2 separate regions of the Macaca fascicularis genome follow, and region 1 is linked to region 2. A link is a contact called in public Hi-C data. All regions are on one chromosome and are shown on one strand. The core of a region is the stretch at or near the end of the contact, and the rest is flanking DNA. Distances in the headings are between cores, read along the strand shown. Region 1 holds the start of LOC107127228. Region 2 holds the start of CHID1 (chitinase domain containing 1).

What was found. Hi-C and Micro-C count contacts between places; a contact is called where the count stands out from the background.
Region 1: a Hi-C map of liver shows a contact between it and region 2, with 3 times the contacts expected there. The contact joins the promoter of LOC107127228 here to the promoter of CHID1 in region 2. A contact is called at or near these places in 2 of 2 Hi-C or Micro-C datasets (liver and skeletal muscle).

Annotation. Positions count from the first base shown.
Region 1 is chr14:968,227-974,903 of T2T-MFA8v1.1, forward strand. It overlaps LOC107127228, which reads left to right and starts at 1,751. Exons shown (of 4, transcript XR_010580706.2): 1 at 1,751-2,025; 2 at 3,321-4,807; 3 at 4,947-6,677.
Region 2 is chr14:812,333-818,727 of T2T-MFA8v1.1, forward strand. It overlaps CHID1 (chitinase domain containing 1), which reads right to left and starts at 3,268. Exons shown (of 14, transcript XR_012422874.1): 1 at 3,212-3,268; 2 at 557-660.

The sequences.
Region 1 (6,677 bases), core at 501-3,000, 150 kb after region 2:
CGCCTGATGTCCAACGTCTTGACAGCTGTTGTTTCCATGTTTCCTGGAGTCTTTCAGTTGCTAAATCCGGCCTCTGCTACTCTCTTTGCTAAACATGCTAGTCCTTGATGAAATGGAATCTTGATACTTTAATACAGAGTGGAGCATAGTCACTAAATAAAACCTGGAAACATGTAGAAGAGTAGCGGGCAGGGAACATACCCCAGCCGCGCGGTCCACCCAGCTGCAGCCCCCAGCGCCGCCTCCTGGCCCTGGTTTCCCTGCCCGTGGGGCTGGGCAGCATCGCTGCAACTCTTGAATTGCTTTCCTGGGGCCACCGTGATCAAGCAGCACAAACCGGGCAATGGCTCAGGTTCTCTCTGCGTCCTGGGAGCTTGAGATCCAGGAGTGGGTGGGACGGAGAATGGTTCTCCCTGGGTCACTCTGGAGGACCTCTTAAGGTGGACCTCTTAAGGGAGCCCTGGCTCCCACCTTGCTAAAGAGCGTCCGAGCCACACCTGTCTCCCTCAGGCCTCCAGTGGGTGCCCACGTGCAGCCCCCGCCATGGGGTCACCCTGGGGTAAGGATCTCTCCTCCCCTGCTCACCTTCTGCTGGGCCTTGGCATCCCTGGGATGAAGGTGGCACCCTCGTGGCCTGGGCCTTGCTGGCCCACATCAGCCCCCAGCCCTCTGCCCCTTGGCCTCACCCGCAGCCTGCAGAAGGTAGGTGAGTTTCCTGGTGATAATATAATAATAGCAATGATGATCATGATGATTATGGCAATAACAATTATGACGGTCAACACTGCCACGTGCCGGGCTCTGGCCCTTTGCATGTCTGGGCCAGCTGTGCAAGGCACTGCTGGGGCTCCCAGGCTGGGAGCCAGGGACAGGCACTGCCACAGCACCCAAAGGGCCCCCGTGCCACCCCAGCGCCTGCTGGCCCTGAACCAGCTGCTCCGTGAGAGCTTTTGGCCAACTCTTCCGCTTGGCAGCATTTTAATCTGATGCAAGAGCCTTGTCGCTTCCTCAAAGCCTGTGTCTATGGCCGTGGGCAGCTGCCCATCCCTGTGTAGGCAGAGCGGCGTCATGCCCTGTGGCCCCAGGTCTGGCTCTGGGGTTCTGGCTGGATGGGGCCTGGAACCTTCTGGGAGTCACCACTAACTGGCTGCAGCCACCGACTCCCCAGCAAGGACGTCCCTTCTGCAGGAGAATGGGGATGTCTGGAGCATTCTCTGGACAGCAGGAGATGCACGTCAACAGGCTGGCCCCGCCTCTTCCCTACCCGGAGTGGTGAGTGGGGATTCTGGGGACTTTCCCGGCCCCCATGGGCCTCGTGTGTCCTGGTGCCCATGTGTCCCCAGTCCCGGGGCCAGCCACGGTGTGGACCCCTCCACTTTCCTCCAGGCCTGAGGTGGGACCCAGGTGGCCTATCAAAGAAGAGCCCAGCCCAGACCCTCCCCGTGGGGGAAGAAGGCCACCGGGCACCGTGCCTTCCTGCTGCCTGCCAGGGTGAATCTCAGGGACCCCGGTGCAGGAGGGGTTGGCTCCGAGCTGGACAGGCCTCTGGGGTTGCCCTGGTGGCCTTCCCTGTCGCTGGGTCAGAGGTACCCAGGCAGGGAGGGTCCAGGCCCTGACAGAGCCTGAGGCATCCCCAGTCAATCCTGGCAGCAAAGGGCTCCTGGTGTGCGGCTGGCGGGACGTGCGGCTGGCGGGACGTGACGTGCGGCTGGCGGGGCGTGACGTGCGGCTGGCGGGGCGTGCGGCTGGCGGGACGTGACGTGCGGCTGGCGGGGCGTGCGGCTGGCGGGGCGGACGCTTCTGCCATCCCCGGATTTACTGCAGGTGGAGACGTCTTCTGTGCCACACAGACGCGGAAACAGGCACAGAGACGGGCGGCCTCTGCCCAAGGTCACCAGGGAGGGAGTGGAGAGGCTGGACGCCCTTGGGCCCAGACTGCAGCCTCCCCTCCCCGATGTGCTGCGGCCCCCAGTGTCCCGGGCCCCACGTGGTACCTGAGCCTACAGGTGTCAACAAAGGCCCGAGGTGCGGGGACAAAGCGGGGACAGGCCCGAGGTGCGGGGACAAAGGCGGGGACAGGCCCGAGGTGCGGGGACAAAGGCAGGGACAGGCCCCAGGTCCGGGGACAAAGGCGGGGACAGGCCCGAGGTGCGGGGACAAAGGCGGGACAGGCCCGAGGTGCGGGGACAAAGGCGGGGACAGGCCCGAGGTGCGGGGACAAAGGCGGGGACAGGCCTGAGGTGCGGGGACAAAGGCGGGGACAGGCCCGAGGTGCGGGGACAAAGGCGGGACAGGCCCCAGGTGTGGGGACAAAGGCGGGGACAGGCAACCCCTGCAGTTCGAGGGTGGTAGGAGGCCACAGGTCAGTCCCCGGGAGGCCAGGCAGGAGGTGGGCCCAGCGGGGCTGAGAAATGAGAGGCCGGTGCCCCTACGCTCACTGCAGGGGATGTGAGAGGGCGAGTGGTTGCTCAGTCACACCCACACCCGTGTGTACAGGACCCACGCCTGCCCGCCTTGCCTGCCCGCCTTGCTGTGGTGCCTGTTCATGGCTCACACGTGGGCTCGCACAGCTTCTCCCATTATTCAGGTGCTGCCGGGCCCTGCAGGGTTCAGATCGTCCCTGTGCTGCTTGGCGGGGTCACCCTCACACCTGCCCTGGCGGCCCCACCTGCCCAGCTTCTCTCCTCTCAGTGCTGTCTGTCCCGGAGCCTCCCATCAATGGGACCAGAGTGCTCCTTGCTGGCTGCTGCTGCCTGTGCTCCACAAGATGCCTGAGAGCCACCCAGGCACCGGACTTGCCAACACGCAGACACACACCTGGGCCGCATGGCCCTGAGCACACACCTTGCCCAACCCTCCTCCGGGCCGCAGTGCGGGCGCCAGCTGCCACCTGCTGGCGAACTGCAGCATCACGGCTCTCGCCCTCCGGAACCTTCCACAGCACCACACCAGCCTCTGGTCTGGCTGCAGATGGCTTGGGCTGGGCAGGGAAGCATCCGCTGTCAGGGAGCCTGGGACCACAGACTTTGCTCCAAGCGCCCGGGGCGGGTAGGGGCCAGGTCCAGTCTGAGGAGTCCTGCCTCCCTGAGGTAGACAGAGCTGGGCAGACATGGAGGAGACATGGGGGCTGCAGCCCTGGCCCCACTGCCCGACTCTCCCTCTGCATTTTGGGAGCCGGCAAGATCCAAGGGGGTCCCCAAGGCCCTGAGGCTGCACCGAGCACCCCTTTCCTGCTAGTTTTCAGACGCAGCGATGCCCTAGACACCCGGGGAGAGGTGACCCCCAGCAGGAAGCTGGGCCTGGTTTCTGTCCCTCCACAGCCACAAGGCCTGGCCAGGACGCCGGGAGCACCAGACCCTGGAGACTCAGCTCACCGAGGACTCGGGCGGGGGCTTCCCCCGGTGCCTGGGAAGCTGGGTTCCCCACCTCCTGGACTCCCACCCAGACCTCATCTCAAGCCAGGTCTGTCTGCATCTCCTCGTCACTGCCCTGGGTCCTCCACTCCTGGACCCGACCCTTGTCTGTGGCAGCGTCGCAGCTGCTGTGTCCCAGGCCCCACAGCCGCTGCCCTTGGCCCACCTTCTATGTGGCCCATTAGAGGGGTGTGGGGGCTGCAACCTGCTTCTGCTGAACCCCCGGGCCTGCCAGGGGGCATCAGGATTCTGCACAGAGAGGCAGGGGTCCTGGCCAGACGTGCAGGTCCCCAGGTACCTAATTCAGGGCCTTGGGCCGAGGACTGCCTATTATCCTGGCCCAGGCGAGTCTGGGGGTGTCTGAGGGGCGGTGACACTTCTGGGCAGATTGTCCCTGCCCCACTCTGCTCTGCCCTACCCTGGCTGGCCCTCCTGGCTTCTCAAGGTGCTCCTGGCCACGATGGCACAGTCCCCCAGGCCCAAAATGTGCCCCTATGCTGCCTGAGTGCCGGTGCGGGGGCTGGTAGCACCCAAGGCCACGCCCTCCCCTCCCCGTCCTGGGGCACCTGCACCCACGTTGTGGCCACAGCTCCCTGGCTCCACCAGCTTCTCGTGACCCCTGAGGCTCCCCAGCCCCTGGACCACCATGGAAAGTTCCCTCCCCGCCCCTGTGCCCACTCCTTGGGAGACTGGCGTTAGATCTTGGCTGTGGGACAGGGTGGGCCATTCTGGGGGTGAGACCAGGGCTCTCCCACCTGGGGGACCCATCGTGGCTCTGGCCCTGGGCGGGTGACAGCCTGGCTTTCCTGTGTCCTCACCGCCCGCTCTTCAGCAAGATAGGGATGTGGATGACAGGACTGCTGGCCACAGAGGATCTGGTGTGGGCAGCCGTCAGGACGAGGGTAGTGTGGGCGGCCACGGCAGTTGGTGCTACTGCTGGAAGGGGCCGAAGGTAAGGCCCTTCTGGGCTGTGAGTCCCTGAAAGCCACTGCCCCCACGGGGCTGCAGTCACGGAGCTGACCTGCTGCCGCGTTTCCGCCCCCTCCCTGTCCCTGCTGCTCCCCCGGCAACTGTGTCCCAAGCCTGACGCCCTGTCGGAGGTGGCACCTCCCTGGGCACGGGCACTTGGATGCTGGTGCCTCCCCTGCTGCAGACTCCTTTGCTGTGGTCAGGGCCTCCTCCCTGCCCTGGCCTCGCCTGTGACCACAGGCCTGGTCGGGCCCGTGATGGCCGCAGAGGGCACAGGCTGGGGCCAGGAGTCCACCGTCTTCTGGGGCACAGAGATGCTGGAGTGAGTCATGGAATCGTCCATCAGCAGCAGCAAGCTTTGCTGAGCACCAGCTGTATGCAGAGCACCGGCTGTATGCAGAGCACCGGCTGTATGCAGAGCAAAGGTGGGCCAGCTGGGAAGGGCCAGGGAGGACCTGGGGTCCCCAGTGTCCCCAGGAGCCTGCACCCCTACCTGGGGGATGCCTGGGCAGCTCCTCCCTCCTTTACTTCCTGCCCTCTCCTTGCCTCCCCTCCTTCCTGCAGTTCCCACAGCTGTCTGGGGGCCTCCCCTGGTGCCTGGTTCAGCTGCAGGGAGAGATATGTGTGGACACTGCAACCCTCCCGAAGCTGGGCCTGGAAGAAGTGACTTCCCCAGAACCTTATCTGGGCCACAGAAGGGGGTTGGAAGCGGGGGTCTTGCCGCCCTCCCGTCCTCTGCATGCCAGGCGTGACCTGGGGCAGGGCCAGGGCAGGCTGCCTGGACACCATGGACCTGCCCAGCTGTAGGGGAGATGTGTCCTGCAGCCCCACCCATGGCCCAGGCCTGTGTGGCTGAGTGGACTGAGGACAGCTGACCCCCTTGGTGACTGCCTGGGCCCAGAGGGGAGTGGTCAGCTGGGTGTGACCAGCCCTGGGGGAAGGATCCAGGGACTGCATCCACTTAGGGATAGGAGGCAGCTAGCGGAGCCCTCCCAGCTGACCAGGGGAGGCCCTGTGGGCACAGGAGGGGCCCCAGGTGCAGGTGCAGGTGCAGGGCTGGGCGGCCCTGTGTCACCCAAGTGGTGTGTCTTGCCCTGTTTGATGGCTGACAAAGTGCCCTTGAATGTGTCAGAACCAGCATGGCCCCAGGGTCCTAACCTAACGTATCACCCCAAATTACCCTCACCCCAGCCTATCCCTGCCCTAAATTCACCCCAAGCCCCCACCCAAACTCCTTGACCCCAACACTAACCCTAGACCCAGCCCTACACCCCAAGCCCTAATCCCTAACCGCTAGCCTCACCCTAACCTTCCTACCGGATGCCACCTGGTAAACATCCTCCTGGCCACTATCCACTCCTCCCCCGGGGCTCCAGGAGGCAGTGGGGTCCCTGGGAGGCTGCTCCCTGCAGAACATGATGGACAGACGCCTGAGCACTGGGCCCCAGCGCCCTCCGGCTTCATTCATCCTCCACAGGCACTTCCCCCTGGGCCAGAGGGCAGCCTGGCAGCCCTGGACTCCGGGAGGGCCGAGTCTGGGGAGCTGGAGGACGTCATCTTCCACTCTTGATGATGCTGCCCCAGGTCTACAGTCTGGACAGCGGGACAAGCTGCCCATTTCTTCCATCTCCAGTAATGAGAAGCAAATGCTGATCCTGGCCCGTCTCCTGGCTCCCGGGTTCCTGGGTTCCCGCTGCCCCTGCCAGTTCCCGGAAGATGCCAGCAGGAGGGAGGGCGGTGGAGCTGGACTTGTGCCTACAACAGGATCTGGCCATAAATGTGGTCAGGGCGAGGCTGCGGGGTGGGCCGCTGAACCTCCTTGTGGACTTTCTTCCCCGCCCTGGCCCGCAGCTGTCAGCCCTTCCTGGGAACTGCAGCCTTTGTTTGTTCCTTGAAGGAGCTGGTGCATTGCCTGTGAGCTCCTCTGCAGGCCTGGGGGTCTGCCTGCTGTCCACCCCCCAAAACCAGCTCCAGCAGCAGGCTGCAAGCCTGGAGAGGCCTCCAGGGGCCAGGTAGGGAAACTGAGGCCCCAAAAAGGCAGGGAACAGGTGCAGGGGGCCTGTTTGACTTGCGCTGGGACTGGGCTAGGCGAGTCGCCTCCAGGGCCCAGCCCCATCTTGGACAGAGGAAGTTGATAGTCAGGAAAGGCAGGAGTGGCCTCTTCTAACAATTTCAGCTCTGCAGGGGCCGAGGGTGGCGATGCTGACAGCATTTCCTCCAGCTCCCACCTGCCTGCTCCAGGGAATTCCCCACCCAGGCGTTGATATTCACCTGGTGATACTAATAATTGTCTCA
Region 2 (6,395 bases), core at 2,018-4,517:
TGTCTCTTCCCTGGGTGAGACTGGTGCTCCTGGTGCAGACTGAGGGGACTGTGGCTGCCCCCGGGCAGGGATTTTGCATGCTTTGGTACCCAATACACCCACAACACACCTGCGTGGGAAGAACACGGTCCTAGAGCAAGGTCAACCAGTGAAGCTCCCCCACCTAGGAGGCAGGGAGACACAAGACAGCCTGACCTGTACGCTTATAGGGAGTTAGGAAGGGAACTCACAGGGCAAGCACAGCAGCACCTGGTACATGGAGCCACAGGCAAAGCAGTGAGTGCTTGAACAGCCATGGCAGTTCCCAGGGCTGTGCAGAGGGAATAAGAAGGCCCAGGCACAGATCACCACCCTGTGCCCCAACGCCCAACCTCTCCAGCCCCTCTCCTCGGTGACATCCCAGAATCACAACCAAGGGCAGCAGCCTGCTGTCACCTGCCCCTAGCCCCACTATCTTTCTGCTGCAGCTGAGGCTTGGTGTGAGTCAGCAACAGCCCCAGGGAAGGAGGAGAGGGTTCTGGCCGTGGCACAGGGAAGACGGCCCAGAATCACTTGCCTGGCCAGGCTGAAACGGCGGCTGCCTCAGTTCCCAAGCACCCAGTCTTTGACCCCAGCCCATTCCATGACCACTGGCTCCTTCTCTGTCTTCTGGGTGGAAATCTGGGTCAGGGACGAAGGAAAGGAAGGAAAAACCAAATGGGTGGTTCTCCAGGGGACTGGCTCAGGAGTAATTTGAGGGCACACTCAGGTACGAAATGACCAACCACTATGGGGCTGGGTCTCTGCCCCTACCTGCCGTCCTGTAGATCTGAAACAGGGCCACTGTCCACCCACCTAGAGGCCCCTCTGCCTATGACCTCCCTGCCCCCCAACCTATGTTTGTTTTTTTTTTTTTTTTTTGAGACGGAGTCTGGCTCTGTCGCCCGGGCTGGAGTGCAGTGGCCGGATCTCAGCTCACTGCAAGCTCCGCCCCCCGGGTTTACGCCATTCTCCTGCCTCAGCCTCCCGAGTAGCTGGGACTACAGGCGCCCGCCGCCTCGCCCGGCTAGTTTTTTTGTATTTTTTAGTAGAGACAGGGTTTCACCGTGTTCGCCAGGATGGTCTCGATCTCCTGACCTAGTGATCCGCCCATCTCGGCCTCCCAAAGTGCTGGGATTACAGGCTTGAGCCACCGCGCCCGGCCAACCTATGATTTCACACTTCAGGGAAGGAAGAGGAAAGGATGGAAGAGGAAGAGTCCTGTCAGCATGTGTCCAGCAGAGGGGGCACTAGGAGAACCTGACTGAGCACCAGGCCAGGGCCGGTACTGCCCCTGTCCACTCACACTCAGCTTGCCAGCTCAGCGATGAAGTGCTCGGATACAGGCTGCTCACAAATGCTGGGCTGCTTCTCTGACTTGCCATGGAACTTTCCAGACAACTGCCCCAGGGAGATGGTGTGTGTGATGTGTGAGGATGCTCACACTGCAACCAGGTCCTTGTCTGGGCTTTGGTACCTCCCGGGCTCCCCACTGCTCACCGGCCGCTCTGCTCTGAGGCCTGTGAGGACACTCTCCATCATGCTCTTCATGTAACACAGACTCCCAGGCTCGCACACACTTCGTTCCTGCATCAAAACGTGTTTCTTCCCCAAATGCCAATGACCTTCCCTTGGGCAGAACGGCCCCGCACACAAAGGGAATGTGGGGTGTTATGGAGAGGCACAGGCCCCGACCCTGGTCACCCAAAGCGGTCCCAGAAATCATTCTGTAACAAGCTAAGGTGGAGCGCTACTGCTCCCACTTTCCTGCACTCCCAGTCCGTAGGTCCAGGACCTCCTCGGTGGTGTTGATGGAAAGGATGGGAGTCACAGCAGTGGCTTTCCAATGCTTTTCATGGAGACCAGCAGTAAGAAATGCCCTTTGGCTGAGGCAGGAGATTGGCGTAAACCCGGGAGGCGGAGCTTGCAGTGAGCTGAGATCCGGCCACTGCACTCCAGCCCGGGTGACAGAGCGAGACTCCGTCTCAAAAAAAAAAAAAAAAAAAAAGAAATGCCCTTTACATCACAGCCCAGCACACGTGTATGTCATGTGTGCACATGCGTAAAGCGACAGCAGCCAATCAGAGCTAACTCCATTCTGTGATGGACACACTGACAACTCCTATTCTATTGTGTTTTGAAGAACTGGTGCATGGTGGCTCCGGCCTGTGACCCTAGCACTTTGGGAGGCCAAGAGTTCTTGACTGGTTTTGGCAACAAAGCAAGACCTGGTCTCTACAAAAAATATTTTTCTGCTGGGCGGATCACCGCATCAGGAGTTCAAGACCAGCCTGGCCAACATGGTTAAACCCAATCACTAAAAAAGATTTAAAAAATTAGCTGGGTGCAGTGGTGTGCACCTGTACTCCCAGCTACTCGGGAGGCTGAGGCAGAAGAATCCCTTAAACCCAGAAGCGGAGGTTGCAGTGAGCTGAGATCGCACCACTGCACTCCAGCCTGGGCGACAGGGTGAGACTTTGCCTTAAAAAAAAAAAAAATTCTTAGCTGGGTGCGCTGGGGCACACCTGTGGTCCCAAGTAGCTAGGAGGCTCAGAGATAGCACAGGAAGTCGAGGCGGACGGGCGGGAGGGTCACCCTCCAGTTCGGACAGTCAGCAATGGAAGCTTCAAGGTTTGGGGCTAAACCAAGGGTGGGATCCGGTCTGACGCGCCCGCCTTTCACGGGGACCGCGTACCCCTCACTGGGAGGGCAGCCCGCCTGGAGCCCTCCTGCCGCTGCTCCCCCTGGGGGTCCTGGGGACCCAATGGCCACCACTTTGCCACACGAGCCGCGCGCTCACACACTCCTCACCCGCCGGCCACATCCCGTCTGCGCACTCAGGCCCCTTCCACCAGCGCGCCTCGCTCTCAGGCTCGCTCGCCCTAGCGCACGCGCTCCACCTCCCACTCGCGGTTCCCCCGACACGCGCCCCCGTCCACACTCGCCCTCCACCCCCGCCCTCGCTCACCCTCGCACTCACAGCAACCTTCTCTCACCTTCGTTCACCCTCGCCCTCACACCCTCTCACACGCCCCCTCACACACTCGCTCTCACGCGCCCGCGCGGCGTCGCTCGCGACCCCACGCCCGTCCCGCCCGGGGCCGAACCTCGCTGCCCGGCGCGCCCACTTCGCGAAAGGGAAACTGAGGCCGTGCAAGGAGGAAGAGCAGGTCCCGGCCGCCGCGGGGCTCACCTGCATGTCAGGGAGGCCTGACGGCCACACACTCACAGCCGGAAGACGCTCCAGCGCGCCGGAAGTCCCGCCCCAGGCGCCCGCGCGCCGCCGCCGCGCACGGCATGCTGGGACGGAGAGGGGCTGGGCCAGGAGTGGGGGCGGGCCGGGGCGGGGCCGGAGCCCGGGCCAGGAGCGTTCACTTTGAGCCCCCCTAGTGCTCGCGCTGTAGCCGGCTCCCAGGTTCCCCGCCCAGGGGGCACTAGGTTCCCAGCGCCACGGCTCCTGGGCAGTCCTGGTGCCCACGGCGTGGGGCCGCACGGGGCCTCGGGCTCCAGGGCCTCTGCCCTGCTGGGCGGTGCTGGGAGAACCCCGCGGTGGGCTCCGCCCCGGCACACTCCTCCCGGGACCCGGAGTCCCCCCAGCCGCCTCCTGGGTGGGCCATCTCCATCCCCAGGCCGATGGCGCCCGAGACGCAGTCTCCAGCGGGGACGGCCCGAAACGCGCGCTCTCTCGGTCCGCAGCCCCGCCTTGCACATTGCACAAGCCGGAGCCCCGGGAGGCAAACCGAGTTCCCGACTCAGCCGCTCGTGCTTGGATGAACGCGCGCGTGGCCAGCACTTTCGGTAACCGCGCATTCTACTCGGCACAGGCTGTCCGACCGCCACACCCAGCCCTAGCCGTTCCCAGCGCAGTTTCCTGCAGAAAACCGCACGGCCGGGCCCCACCCTACCCCGCTCTGCCGTTCCCGGGGCGCGCGTGGGCTCCGAGACACCCTACACGGCTGCTTCCCCATTTCTGCGGCTTGGGAGCTTTCTCCTTAAACTAAGCTTTGTTCTTTCTAGTCACGTTTCCTTCTTTCCCTTCCCGGTATTTTCTGCCAGCTGACGCCCTCGCCTTTCCTAGAAGGGGCTGGGGGCTGCATGCAGTGCGAGGCACGTCCCCCACCAGCTGTGGGCTTTCACCCAGCTCAGCACTCGCTCTCAGCAAACGGCTTGGATGGTGGCCTGACACCTGAGCTTTGGGGGTGAAGACCTAAAGTCGGCAGAGCTCTGGAAAGGGTCCCAGTAAGCTATGGCAGGTGTCTTCAGGGACATATGCGCAGTCCTCGCAATGCTAAGGAGGCCATGCAACTTCTCTTAGGAAAGGCGCTTAGCCATTTTAGGATCACATTGAGGTCAGAGGTCTTTGGCGCTAAAGAATTGCAGAATCGATCGGGAGCCACCGCCTTTAATCCCAGCACTGGCCGGGCGCGGTGGCTCACGCCTGTAATCCCAGCACTTTGGGAGGCCGAGACGGGCGGATCACGAGGTCAGGAGATCGAGACCATCCTGACTAACACGGTGAAACCCCGTCTCTACTAAAAATACAAAAATTAGCCGGGCGCGGTGGCGGGCGCCTGTAGTCCCAGCTACTCGGGAGGCTGAGGCAGGAGAATGGCGGGAACCCGGGAAGGCGGAGCTTGCAGTGAGTGGAGATCGTGCCACTGCACTCCAGTCTGGGCGACAGAGCGAGACTCCGTCTCAAAAAAAAAAAAAAAAAAAAATAATCCCAGCACTTTGGGAGGCCAAGGCGGGTGGATCACTTCAGGTCAGGAGTTCGAGACCAGCCTGGCCAACATGGTGAAACCCTGTCTCTACTAAAAATACAAAAATTAGTCAGGCATGGTGGCGCATGCCTGTAATCCCAGCTACTGGGGAGGCTGAGGCAGGAGAATTACTTGAACCTGGGAGGCAGAGGTTGCAGGGAGCAGAGATCACTCTGCACTCCAGCTTGGGTGATAAAGTAAGACTCAGCCTCAAAAAAAAAAAAAAAAAAAAAAAAAAAAAAGAATTGCAGAATCTACTTAGGGTTCACTCTGGGCCAGAACTACAGACCCCAAGAGCAGATGGGAGGATAGGAAGCCCCCAGCTAGGCCCCTCTGCAGAGCTCCCACCGGGTCGGGTTCCTGGGGGAGTCTTGTCAGTTGCCAGCACAAAGTGGTCCGCCTCCCAAACTGCATAGTTTGTGCCAATGGGCCCTGTGTACCTGGATTGAAAACTGACTTCTTTAGGTGGGCACCCATCTTTTAGCCTCAGGAAGATGTTTAATGAGACATACCAAGGTTTAAGAGACTCAGAACCAAAGTGTTAGCATTCCTGTATTAAGTGAAACTTGAACCAACATTTCGTATTTTATGTTTTTGGAACATCTAAGATAACTTGCAGTTCACCACGTTTACATTTTGAATCTGTTAACTTGTATGAGTTTTTAGCTGGGTGTAGTGGCTGACCCCTGTAATCCCAATGCTTTGGGAGGCCAAGGCAGGAAAATCCCCCCCACTCCAAAAAAAAGTATTACAATGAAACAGGGTTTCACTCTGTCACTCAGGCTGGAGTGCAGTGGATCATGGTTCACTGCAGCCTCCATCTCCTAGGCTTAAGCAATCCTCCTGCCTCGGCCTCCCCAAATGCTGGAATTATAGACATAAGCCACCTCACTACGCCAATGCATGAGTTACTGAAGCGCCCAAGATGCTGTTGTCAACTCAGACAACCTAAAGCATGCAAAAACCCTAAAGCATACAAAACGGAGTGAAAAGAGACTTCATTTATAAATTGTTTGAAATGTTGAAAATTGCTTAATTGAGTTTGTAGATGGGACCAAATATTATGCAGAAGCCCCTTTAAAGTGGCCACAGGCCGGGCGGGGTTGCTCACACCTGTAATCCCAGCACTTTGGGAGGCCGAGGTGGGCGGATTGCCTGAGCTCAGGAGTTCGAGACCAGCCTGGGCAACATCTCTACTAAAATACAAAAAATTAGCTGGGCTTGGTGATAGGCACCTATAGTCATAGCTACTTGGGAGGCTGAGGTGTGAGAATCGCTTGAACCGGGGAGGTAGAGAATGCAATGAGCCAAGGTTGAGCCACTGCACTCCAGCCTGGGCAACAGAGTAAGAATGTTTAAAAAAAAAAAAAAAAAAAGGCTGGGCACAGTGGCACATGCCTGTATTGCCAGCACTTTGGGAGGCCAAGGCAGGCGGATCACTTGATCTCGGATTACCTGAGCTCAGGAGTTCGAGACCAGTCTGGGCAACATAGTGAAACCCCCCTCTCTACTAAAAATACAAAAAAATTAATCGGGCATGGTGGTGTGCACCTGTAATCCCAGCTACTCGAGAGGCTGAGGTAGGAGAATTGCTTGAACCTGGGAGGTAGAGGTTGC